Linked DNA regions of Mus musculus: all the other regions are linked to region 1. Evidence: chromatin contacts called from public Hi-C and HiChIP or PLAC-seq data. All regions are on one chromosome and are shown on one strand. The core of a region is the stretch at or near the end of the contact, and the rest is flanking DNA. Distances in the headings are between cores, read along the strand shown.

Region 1 (3,784 bases), core at 687-3,186:
GACCACTTTAGTACAGGGTAACATGCAATGACTGAAGTAGAAAGGCAGTGGAGACGGTGCAGAGACATTTTAGAGGCAGCCTGTATGTGTTCCAATAAATATGTATAAAATGGTAAAGTAAGAGAAAATGTAAACCCAAACTTACTTTTCCTACATTTTTCCACTATAAAAGTTACTCATACTATTAATTTGAGATGCTTAAAAATACAAAAGAGGGGCTGGAGAGATGGCTCAGTGGTTAAGAGCGCTGACTGCTCTTCTGAAGGTCCTGAGTTCAAATCCCAGCAACCACATGGTGGCTTACAACCATCTGTAATGGGATCTGATGCCTTCTTCTGGTGTGTCTGAAGACAGCTGCAGTGTACTTACATATAACCATAAATAATTCTAAAACAAAACAAAACAAAAAAAAGCCAGATGGTGCTTTTAATCCCAGCACTCTCCAGCCTGTTCATACAGTGAGTTCCAAGACAGCTAGGGCTACATGGAGAGAGTGAGTGAGAGAGAGAGAGAGAGAGAGAGAGAACGAGACATGGCACCATCTGCCTATACTCTGGACACTCAGAAGACTGCGTTTTGGGGATCACAAAGCTGGGCTAGGCTTGGCTATGTAGTAAGAACCTGTCTCAAAAGACCAAAATAATTATAATAATTATTATAATTCTAATAGAGCAATAATGTAAATTCACTTGCTGTAAATGAAAGGATATAGGTTACATAAAATGAGGATATTCAAATACTGTTATAAAGTTAACTCTAAAACATCAGCCTGTAAGTTTTATTAAGAGTCCATTACTTAAGCATCAAATGTATTCTGTTCCCATATGAAATATCCAGTTAAGACAGGGCTTAAAAACTGGTTACTTGGAATCTGATGTAGCTGCACAGGACCAAAATAGTCACAAGACTGTAACAGCTGAGAACTCTGCACAGGAGCAGACAGACCAGCAAATGGCTGCCCGTAAGGCAATATGACGGACACAGTACCTTTGGGGCTTTGGTAGCGAGAGGTTTTGAAATATGTTGATGTGCTTTTTATTTTTGTATTTCTTGCTCATGACTTTTACTCTAGTTTAAACATCACTGCTTTCAAAAGTTCTGGGGCTTTTATAGCTGGGACGCAAAGAATTACTCGTTTTCTCTTGAACATCATTTCAGAAGGTCTTCAAAGCCTGATCTCTCCATTATATTCTAATCAAGAAAACACTTCAAGAACCCTCAGTGAGCCAGGCAGTGGTGGCGCACACCTTTAATCCCAGCACTCGGGTGGCAGAGGCAGATGGATCTCTGAATTTGAGGCCAGCCTGGTCTGTCTACAGAGCAAGTTCCAGGATAGCCAGGCCTACACTGAGAAATTCTGTCTTAAAAAAGAACAAAGAAAGAAAAGAAAGAGGAGGGGGAGGGGGAGGAGCTTAGCTGTTAGAGTGTTTGCCTGGTATACACAAAGCCCCAGCTCCCTATAAACCAGACATGGTGATGCACACGTGACCTCAGCACTCAGGAGCTAAAGTAAATCAGCAACTCAGACACCCTCTGCTCCTAAGTGAATTTGAGGCTAACCTGGGATCCAGCAGATTGTCTCAAAATGGCAACAACAACAACAACAAAAACCCTTACGGGGGTGTGTGTGTGTGTGTGTGCGCGCGCGCGCGCGTGTGCAATACTGAACAGATAATTAGATGCACAAGAAACAGAGGCAGTGAGAAAGCAGACTGGACGCTGAAGATCTCTCAGAAACCGATTACAGCAAGACCAGAGAGGCTGGGAGATGATCCTAGGAGGAAGCTGGAGCCGCGGTGGAACGCGGCAGTGGCCAGCACTTTCCACAGCTAGCCCAGAAAATACCCAGACTTCTCCAGGCCCGGCTCGCACTGCTGTCTCGAGGGGATGGACCTAGCTAGGGTTTACAGATCATGTGACCTGCAAGCGGCTAGCTCCGGAGCTGAGAGGGGGATGGGGTGAGGGCAAGAATAACACGTTGCGCAAACAGGCTCAGGGCCTACTGGTTGATAAGAAGGGCCCGCTTGTTCTGTTTCAAACTTACGAAATATCCTCAAATATTTCGATCTGAGGCATGGTATAGTATAGTTTTTAATATAAACCATACGACCATGAGGTCATTGCAATTTCCTGTCACACACAAAAAGGCAATAAAAGACCTTCCTGGTTAGGGGGGAGGAGCCTAGGGAGAAAGCCAGAAGGGTGGAATTCTCCAGCTGGGTGAAAGGGAATCTTAGAGGAGAGGCAGCTCAGGCATTCTTTCTGTCTGGGGACTTGGAAAAACACCCCACACCGAAGGAGGGTTGCAAACAAAACAGCCGGGCTGGAGGAGGGTGGGAGAGCAGAGAGAAGTGGAGTTGGGGCGTGTGAGCTTCAAGGGGCCAGAATATCCTAGATAAATGTTACTGGATTTGAGGCCCCAGCCTGGGCCTCAAGAAAGTATGTTTCGACAACCGTCCTGAGTAAGCCAAAAAAAGCAGCCCAGTTAATAATGAAAACAGAAAGAAGAGATTTTTATTCAATGTGGTCACATTGAGAAGGACAAAGAACTCTAGTGAGCCCGTCCTGATGGAAGGTTCAGTTTTAAGTAGGGGCCAGGCTAAGCAAGCAGTCTGGGGCAGACTGTGGTCCCACCTACCGCTGTTCCTCCTTACCTCTCCCACAACGCAGTCTGACGAATTGTGGATCTCTTTCCTGATTTTATTTTTCCCCCTCTGACTTTCTCTTCTCCCAGCAAGAGCTTTTGGGGAAATTCCCGTTTACTGGGGCCCATTGTTTCAATAGTCTGCAGACCAGAGGGAAGGAAGGACACAGTGTTTCTTTAGAATACCAACCATCTCTGCTTGACTGGTTACAGTAGGTTTCGTGCCTTTGGTCGGGGTCCACAGCTACATTTGAAGACCTGTAGATCCCAAAGGGTTGGACGTAAGTCTGGGAGAGCTATACCCCAAGCAAGGGGCCACGGCAAATACAGGAGGCATCCAGGGCAGAAGATAGTAATCCCAAAAGCAAATGGTACCCACAGTAGAGAAAAGTACCTTAGTGGAGGCTAGCAAGCAGAGAGGGCAGAAGGGCCTCCCTCCTCAGTGCAGAACTAAGTGGTGTCACATACCCTCTGCCGCCTGCCACCTGCACTCAGCCTGAGGTATAAAGGGAAAGAATGCCTGAGGAGTTCCTAAAGATAGACTCTGAATTAATCCAAAAGGAAAGGTCTAGAGGTGGTGACATGTTCTTAAAGGGGCAGGGTGAAAGTTTCCACAACTTGTAGAATTGTGGGGTGTTCTGTTTTTTTCACTGACATATTAACAGAGTTAAATATCTTTGCCCTTGAGTCATTTTAACCATAAACTTCAAACCTGGTGCCTGTGTACACATTCAGACAAGTGTACCGGCCCCGAATTTAATTAAACACACACAGCTGAGTCAAGGTGCACACACCCAGTCCCAGATACTCATGAGGTTCTTTTAAAACCATCCTGTTCAACATGGTGAGACACTATCTGAAAAACAAAAACAAAACAAAAAAACAACCTTAGGGAACATACACAGGCACGCATAATAAATCTACACAGAGAACTTCACACACACACACACACACACACACACACACACACACACACACGAGAGAGAGAGAGAGGGAAAGAGAGAGAGAGAGAGGGAAAGAGAGAGAGAGAGAGTTCTGACTTTCGATCTCCTTTTTTGTACTAGGTTAGACCAGCTGCTCCCTTAAACAATGCATGACATTCTACTGGGTCAGTCAGCAATCATTTTGGGAAAGAAAACA
Region 2 (3,784 bases), core at 785-3,284, 240 kb after region 1:
ATGGCTTCAGGGGAAGTTCGGCTATCATGAATAGGCTTCCTCTGCCAGTCTATAAAAATATTGTTTGTAAGGAACTGATGTGTGTGAAGCAGACAGGGCAGCTACTTAAACAAATGTGAGGTAGGTACAGTAGTGTGTGAGGCTCGCAGCCTCCTCTGGGGGCTTCGGGGCTCTCGATGAAAACACTAACATGACCAAAGAACTTTATTCCTTTGCTCTCGTAACAAATCTCACTTGTAAATTCAATAGCCTCCGATTGTCTTATTACATATGCTAACACTCTCTTGTGTCAGAATTGAGATTTATTTAGAATAAACCATCCATTTAGTTTACTTGTTTCTGTTTGTTTTGTTAGGCAGGGTTTCACTCTGCAGTCCAGGCTTGCCTGGAACTCACTGTATAAACCAGGCTGGCCTCAAACAAACTCCAGGGAGCTCTGCCTAGCTTTACCTCCTGAGTGCGAGCGTTGAGGGATTGCCCGACCACATCTGCCTTCTTTTACTCTTAGCTTATTTGGGAACGTGTATATGGCACAACCTCACTAGTACTGTTCAAATATAAACTGTCATAAATTTGGGGACAGTTAGACTGAGTGTTTTGCCAGCATCTATGCCTGTGACCATGTCTGTGCCTGGTGCCCAGAAGCCAGAAGGAGGTGACAGATTCGTTTGGAGCCTTTTTCCCCCCCTATCCGTAGGAAGTTATCAACCTTCATCGTCTCTCGGTTTGATGATGCCATAGTGGAAGACTAAACTTATAAAACAGGACCTCTGGACTGCCTTTCTTTCATGCTGACCCACAGAAAAGGTGTCTCTTTAGACAAGCACGTAAGATCTGAACATAAAGGGGGGAGGGGGTGGGCTATGTCACTTTTAGGTTAGGTTTTCAGTGTGTGAGTCGGGTTCTCTTCCAGCAGGGCTCAAGCAAGGAGCTCTACACCCTAAACTTTTGATTAATCATGCCTCGTGAATGGAATCTGACATGTAAAAGTAAAAATATATGCTCCAAAGAGAAATAACATGATCGAAATGTTGCATACACAGTATTAATTGAGAAAGCCTGCTGCCTCTGTCTGGGTTTCTAGCAGTCAGTCACGGCTTCGATGAGGAGGTTTTTGTGGTAGAGATTGGCGGTAGTATATGCTTATTTTGATAGGAAGTTGATTCTAAAATGGAAAGGATTTTTCCCTTCAATTATCCTGCACTCACTAAGAGAGGGAGCATTGTCACTGGCAGGGATAGAGGTGTTTGTGTTAAGGCCCTTCAGGAGGCCAAACAAAAGGACCCAAGGCTTTTCAGGTTTAGACAAATACCCTCCCTTTGGCTTGCAGGAAAGCCTACTTTGGGAACTTACACACTCCACAGCCTCACTGAACAGTTTTGTAACATTTTGGCATATTCAGTCAAGTACAAGTGAAGTTTGTTCACAAAGTGAAAACCATTCATGATAAACAGGCGCACAGAAAGTCAGCTTGTAAGTAAAAGGGGATGAATTTTTAATCTAAGCTTAAAGCACGGTTGACATTCTCAGCTAGAATCTGACTTTTAATTCAACACACTAGCACATTTGAACAAAAACAGTTGAGGCTCTGAATTTTTTCCCATTCTAATAAGCGTGTTGGTCATATAAGAATGGATCCTAACAAGATCTGCTGTGTAATGATGCAGACCGGAACTTAGAACCATGGTACAGGTATGTGTGAAAGATTAAGAAACCCGTTATATTTGCATAATCACTAGAAAAATGCTTTAAAAAAAAAAAAGAAGCAAAAAGAACAAGAGACCCACTCCTCCAGTAATGTCTCCCTAGCAAGAAAACTCCAGTCACTTGGGAAACTTGAGGCCAGCCCACTGTTGAAATGAGATTTAGGCTTTCTGTGCTATGCTTAAGTGTGGTGTCTTCACGCCCAGAGCTGCTCTCCGCCTTCCGTTCCCACCCATCCCCCTTAGCATTTTTCCTGCCTCTCTGCCTGCTGGACCAGACTTGGGCTGGCCCCAGATTCTGTGTCAGAGGCCACGACCCAGGTGTCACAGCAACCCCTACTGCCGTCCTCCTCTCTGAATAATTATATGGGGGGTATTGTTTGGGAGGGACAGGCTCCAGGGCAGTGCAGTCACCCTGGCTGGCCAGACCAAGGAGAGCTCTGGTCGGGGTTGCTGGGGAACAATGAGCCTGAGCAGGCTTGTTGCAAGACCTGGCCACACAAAAGATTAAATTAAAAGTGGACATTCGGTGGGGTGCTGGGCCTCACCCCGCAGAGCCTCTCACCTTCCTAACTCTCTTCCCGTGTCCTCTTTTAGTATCTTTACACGAGCTGACCTCAGGCCAGCAGAGTTTGAGAGTGCCCTTTACCTTTGGAAACATATTCTGGCTTGCCTCTCTTAGGCTCTGAAGCTGTCTTCATGGCGGCATATTGTGGCTGCTATCAGCAGGCTTTCTCTCGTGGCCCTTTGAGTAAATAAGGCAAGGCCTCACGTAGTGAGTTTTAAAACAGCACTCAGTTGTCTTACTAAACACCTTACCTGACACGCGCGTGCTTTGTTTAAATAAAAATCTCTTACAAATACAAAGCCACACAGCTAAATTAATCAGACCTCAGAACTATATATTGAAGTGGCCTTCTGTATGGTTAAAACAGCCACGCTAAGGCTGTGAAGTCTCACATTGGGTTTCACTCTCATTATCAAACACATTTGTACACACCTACCCAACCACCAGAAATGAAAAATCCCTGACTAAGAACTAAATAACTAAAAGCAACCCATGGTGATTTTTAAAACAACACTATTTTCTTGAGGGTGCTTCATGGGGCCACTCCAGTGCGATCTGGTTTGTTAATTGAAGATTAACATCGGATGTGGCTCAAGTCTAGAGGTTACTTCCTCTTCCTTTGATGTGGGGGGAGGGGGGGTCGCTTTTCCCACCGCCTGGGAGTTTTCCATAGAAAAATGGCAATTCAAACTCTCTGCACCTTAGATATAAATTGGAAAGGTGGCTGGAAGGGTGGAGTGCTCCGCTCCTGTGAGGTTTTTTTCATGGTCTTGACCTCAGGTTTTCCCCTAATTTTATCAAACCCTGACCTCCGGCTCTGGTCCGGCTCTCCTGGAAGATCCCGGGGCCTCGTGAACAAGCAGCCACCGCAGGAAACAAAGGCTGGCTTCATAACCCTGGCTTATCTGTGTCTTTGGTCCACAGCCCAGGGCTTCGTAAATAATTGTTTTCTGGTGTGGGTTTTCCAGGATGCAAGCCAAAGGATTGTTGGCCTTACTGCACTGTTTGTGCTGTTTGAGCTCCACGCCTGTCAGGACTGTCACCGTCTTTGTCCATCGCTGCCGAGCACTTGGTGGTGTTTGGGAGAAATACAGAATGAAAACTTCCTACTAAGTCAGCCTGTTACATGTAGTAGGTTTACATAAAGTGCAAAAACAGACCCAGTGGTCAGAACACACACAACTGGAGTTGTTAAAAACTGTTTATTGGATGGCTAGCCGTGGGGGGGAGGGGGGTGCACATTTTTCATCCCAGCAATCAGGAGGCAAGGGCAGGGGAATCTCTGTGAGCTCGAGGCCAACTTAGTCTACAAAGAGAGTTCCAGGACAGCCAGGGCAACCCAGAGAAACACTTTCTTTAAAAACAACAACAAAAAAAAGGAACAAACAAACAAAAAAAAGGTTTTCATTTTTTTATTTTGTTTTTCTCTTGAGACAAGGTATCAATTGTGTGTCCCAGCCTGACCTGGTCCCTGTCCCCAGTGCATGGCTCAAATGTTTTCTCCTTTTTTTTT
Region 3 (3,784 bases), core at 544-3,043, 180 kb before region 1:
CTCAGGAGGCAGAGGCAGGCGGATTTCTGAGTTCGAGGCCAGCCTGGTCTACAGAGCGAGTTCCAGGACAGCCAGGGCTACACAGAGAAACCCTGTCTCGAAAAACCAAAAAAAAAAAAAAAAAATTTTACATGTGCTTGCCTGCATATATGTGTACTAGATGTCTGCAGAGCTCAAGAATGCCTCAAGACGGTGTCCTAGCCTCTGGAACTGGAGTTACAGATGACTGGGACCATACGCACGGTGGGAACCAAACCTGGGTTCTCTGCAAGAGCAACTAGTGCTCTTTTGGGGAGGTTTTGGAGAGGGTGGAAACAGAGTTTCACTGTGTGGGCCTGGCTGTCCAGGCTAACCTCGAACTCACAGAAATCTTCCTGCTTCTACCTCCTGAGTGCTGGGATTAAAGGCGTGTGCTCTCTGCCTAGCCATTGCTCTTAACTGTCTGATTTCAGGTCTTATAGGGATGGGCAACCTGGGATGTGATTAATGCAGACCACTACAAATAGCAAACTTAAAATGTTATACAAAATTCATTTTTTTAATTTGTAATTCTGTTGCATAGTCTTTCAGTATGAACTCTGAAGATCACAATATCATGTCACAATATAAAAGGATTGGATACACAAATACGTGGGGCTAAGCTTCAGCTTTTCCCTGTTCAGTGTGTTGGCTGTGGGTTTGTCACATATGACTCACGTTACAGCACATTCCTTCTGTAACCTACTTTGCTGACAGTTTTGTCATGAAGTGTTGCTCAGTCTTGGGCTTTTCTCTCTACTGAATTTACAAACCTTTTCTTCATTCTGTCAGTGTGACATGCTTACTGATTTGAATGTCAAATCATCTAGGTTGAATCCCACTGCATCGTGATGAGGGATCTTTTGATGTATAGAAGTTGTTTGCTGGTGTTCTGGGGAGCATTTCTGCATCTGAGTTGATCAGAGATACTGGACTATGGGAGTTGTTGGCTTGGTTTTGTTTGTTGCTCTTGCATGATTTCGGTATCAGGATGAGCATACTTGAATGTGGAAATGTCTTTATGTCACTGTTTTGGAATAGTTTGAGAAGAACTGCCAATCTTTAAATGTTTGGTAGAAGCTGGCAGTGAAGCCGTCAGGTCCTGTGTTTTTCTTTGAGGAGATTTATTTTTTTAAATATTTATTTTTATTTTATGTGTATCCCTGAGTGCATGTCTATGTATCCCGTTTGTGCAGAGGTCAATGGAGGCCAGAAAAGGGCCTTGAACCCCTAGAGCTGGAGTTAAAGGTGGCTGTGAGCAGCCCTGTGGGTGCTGGGAACTGAATTTGGGTCCTCTGCAATAGCAGCAATGCCCTCCGTAACCACTGTGCCATCACACCAGCTCCCAATAGAGCTTTTTATTATGGATTTGATCTACTTGATCTCCCTTCTTACTATGGGTGTGTCCAGGTTTTTCTATCTTAGTTAATTCTTGGTAGTATATCTCCAGAAATTAAACATTCTGTGTTATCCAAATTGTTCATAATCACTTATACTTATGATCCTTTGGTACAGTAAGTGTGTCCCTGTTTCCATCTCTATTTTGTCTCCTGTGTGCACAACCACTGAACAAGAGAACACACACATAGCCCCTGCACAACAGCCTCTGGTCCCAGCCTGCATCACTGCTGTTGGATGCAGCAGCCGTGCACAGCACACAGGCCTGCAGCAGACTCAGCAGCTGCAGCTGGGGATCTCCAGAATCTTGCCCTGCCATCTTCTCTGTCCTCTCCCAGGTCTAGTAGGTCATAAAAGATAATTAAGAGTCGAAGTCTTGCTTCCTTATTTCATAACTACTAATGAAAAAGGAAGTCAGGCCAGAGTTGCCGTCTGGCTTTGTCTTCCAACATCCTCCCAAACATTCTGTTTATTTCACCAGGTCATTATCTAACTCTTTTATTTCACAAATGTTCTTATTACTCATGAACAGCAAGAAGACTACACTTGATATCAAATGAGCATCCCATTGCAGTTGCTCACTCATGAACTGCCCCACTCAAGAGCCTTCATAAACTCCTCCTCGCTGAAAGACAGCATCTTGGCAGCTTCAATATGCATCTGTTTTTAAAAAATATATATTGTTCAATTTAGAGATGGACACACAACAAAAGAAAATTTGTTTGTGTTAATATGCTATCAAAAAAATAAGCTATTGTTGGATTATACATACTAACCATGCAAGTGTAACACTTTAAATTGATATTACATGAAGACCAAGCTACTGTTAAAAGAATAATTTGATATCATTATACCTGATCTTTGTAACGAGAGAGGGCTGTGAATTGTCTTTTTTCATGTTTCAAGAAAGATACAATGTGTTTTAGAATTACTGCTCAAAGTTTGAAGAGGAAATTAATCCACTAAAATTAGTCATTCTCATGAATGGTACTTTCTGTAGTTGGGAGGGAATATATATACAAACATATCTGTGTATGTGTGCGCGTGCGTGCGTGCGTGCGTGTGTTTTAAACCAGTGAACCTCACTATGTATTACACAGATGTGACTTCACACGTATACAGTGCATCTTTAGATACAATTTTATGTGTAAGATTATAAGCAAAGTAAAAACAAACTTTTTGGCAGAACGGTCTGTCTGTAGTGTATCTGAGATACAGCGTCTATTGTTAGACTCACCTTCTGCCTTTTCAAAATGTCAATCAATTTCAACTGCTTCTTGAACCCTATCATTAATTCTCCTTTTTGTCTTTCTAGTTTTTTGTTTTCTGATTTCAACACTTCAATTTTTTGATGGTCTTCATTTGTAATATCCTATGAAAGCAAATAAAAAAAATTTTAGTTGAAATATAACATTGTTCTTTATATTACTAAATAATTTCAGTCAGCTCTTTAAAAATATTTTTAAAATTAACTTTCAATTCTAAAAAAATCTATAAACCTAAACTTGACAGAACATAAGACTTTTCAGTAGCAGAATTTGCACATGGTATGGTCGTTTGAGGTAAGAGCCACATATTCCACTATCATTCCTAGCAAGACTTTCCACTGTACAGGTTTACAGTGGTCCTGCTGGGCTCGAGACAGAGAACAGGACTGTGAGATACTGCATCGAGTTGGAGATCCAAGAACGAGCCCCACATTTTACCCACACACTTTCTTTAAAGCACTGGCAGACAGAAGTATTATGTCTGGAGTGAGAGTCTCAGAAGCCTGTGAAAGACTTATTCTACAGAGCTGGTCAGAGAACTCATCCGCAGCAATAACAAGGACACCAAATCTGAACTCTCAGAAAAGATGGAACAGTAGAAGTTACTAGGTCCAGGAAGGTTCTGTGTTTGCCGTACTGAAGAGAAGGTTTCACAAAAGGAGTAAGACAGCAGAAGGAGCTAAGATTCCACACACACTTCTTAAAAGAGGAAACCAGGCATCTTGTGTTCAGGTTTATCTCTAAAGACATGTGAGGGATGGAAGAAGATAATCCACAGAAATAGTAGCCAAAAGAAATCAGCCTCTTTCCATTGCATGACTGTACAGTTGTTCCTCAGTCAGACTTAGGAAGAGGCAAGATGATTACATAATGGCAAAAGGGTCTGTTCTCCAATCTGTGATAATTACATGTGTATCAAACATCAGCATGACTAAACCTAAGAAGCAAAAATGAAAAGATTCAAAGGGAGATCACTACAATAAATGCAGAAAGTTCGGTATCTTACTTTCAATCATGCATGGTCACCAGACAGATCAATAAGGAAACGGGGGACTGCAGATAAGTTGGAACTAAGAAAGATATTCCTCCCAACAATAAGG

The links. Hi-C and Micro-C count contacts between places; a contact is called where the count stands out from the background. HiChIP or PLAC-seq counts read pairs in DNA pulled down with a chosen protein or histone mark.
Region 2: a contact with region 1 is called in a Hi-C map of the G1E-ER4 cell line, with 3 times the contacts expected there. The contact joins two enhancer-like sites. A contact is called at or near these places in 1 of 39 promoter capture datasets (pre-B cells), 8 of 484 Hi-C or Micro-C datasets (the Ba/F3 cell line, the G1E-ER4 cell line, cortical neurons and 3 more) and 3 of 115 datasets of contacts at active chromatin or transcription factors (embryonic stem cells and extraembryonic endoderm stem cells).
Region 3: an H3K4me3 HiChIP or PLAC-seq map of bone marrow-derived macrophages shows a contact between it and region 1, with 3 times the contacts expected there. The contact joins two enhancer-like sites. A contact is called at or near these places in 3 of 39 promoter capture datasets (cranial neural crest, hippocampal neurons and pre-B cells), 1 of 15 datasets of contacts at CTCF or cohesin (pro-B cells), 3 of 484 Hi-C or Micro-C datasets (the G1E-ER4 cell line, bone marrow-derived macrophages and nephron progenitors), 3 of 115 datasets of contacts at active chromatin or transcription factors (T-cell acute lymphoblastic leukemia, bone marrow-derived macrophages and effector CD8 T cells) and 2 of 9 other capture datasets (adipose tissue and liver).

The regions. Positions count from the first base shown.
Region 1 is chr9:72,638,220-72,642,003 of GRCm38.p6, forward strand. No RefSeq gene overlaps it. Among named protein-coding and RNA genes, the nearest start is that of Gm23057, 6.7 kb to the left of the region's middle. RefSeq lists an enhancer at 875-3,247. Within about 2 kb of position 1,937, at least 366 of the 459 cell types and tissues checked have an H3K27ac peak or open chromatin away from gene starts, as enhancers often do. A contact at or near this core is called in the G1E-ER4 cell line, bone marrow-derived macrophages, extraembryonic endoderm stem cells and 1 more, where this site is marked.
Region 2 is chr9:72,878,362-72,882,145 of GRCm38.p6, forward strand. All of the region lies in intron 11 of Prtg (protogenin), which reads left to right. Among named protein-coding and RNA genes, the nearest start is that of Pygo1, 45 kb to the right of the region's middle. Within about 2 kb of position 2,035, at least 81 of the 459 cell types and tissues checked have an H3K27ac peak or open chromatin away from gene starts, as enhancers often do. A contact at or near this core is called in the G1E-ER4 cell line, extraembryonic endoderm stem cells and stem cell-derived neural stem cells, where this site is marked.
Region 3 is chr9:72,459,203-72,462,986 of GRCm38.p6, forward strand. It overlaps Tex9 (testis expressed gene 9), which reads right to left. Exons shown (of 12, transcript NM_009359.4): 11 at 2,654-2,788; 12 at 1-2,076. The coding sequence ends at 1,999. Among named protein-coding and RNA genes, the nearest start is that of Mns1, 23 kb to the left of the region's middle. Within about 2 kb of position 1,794, at least 25 of the 459 cell types and tissues checked have an H3K27ac peak or open chromatin away from gene starts, as enhancers often do. A contact at or near this core is called in the G1E-ER4 cell line and bone marrow-derived macrophages, where this site is marked.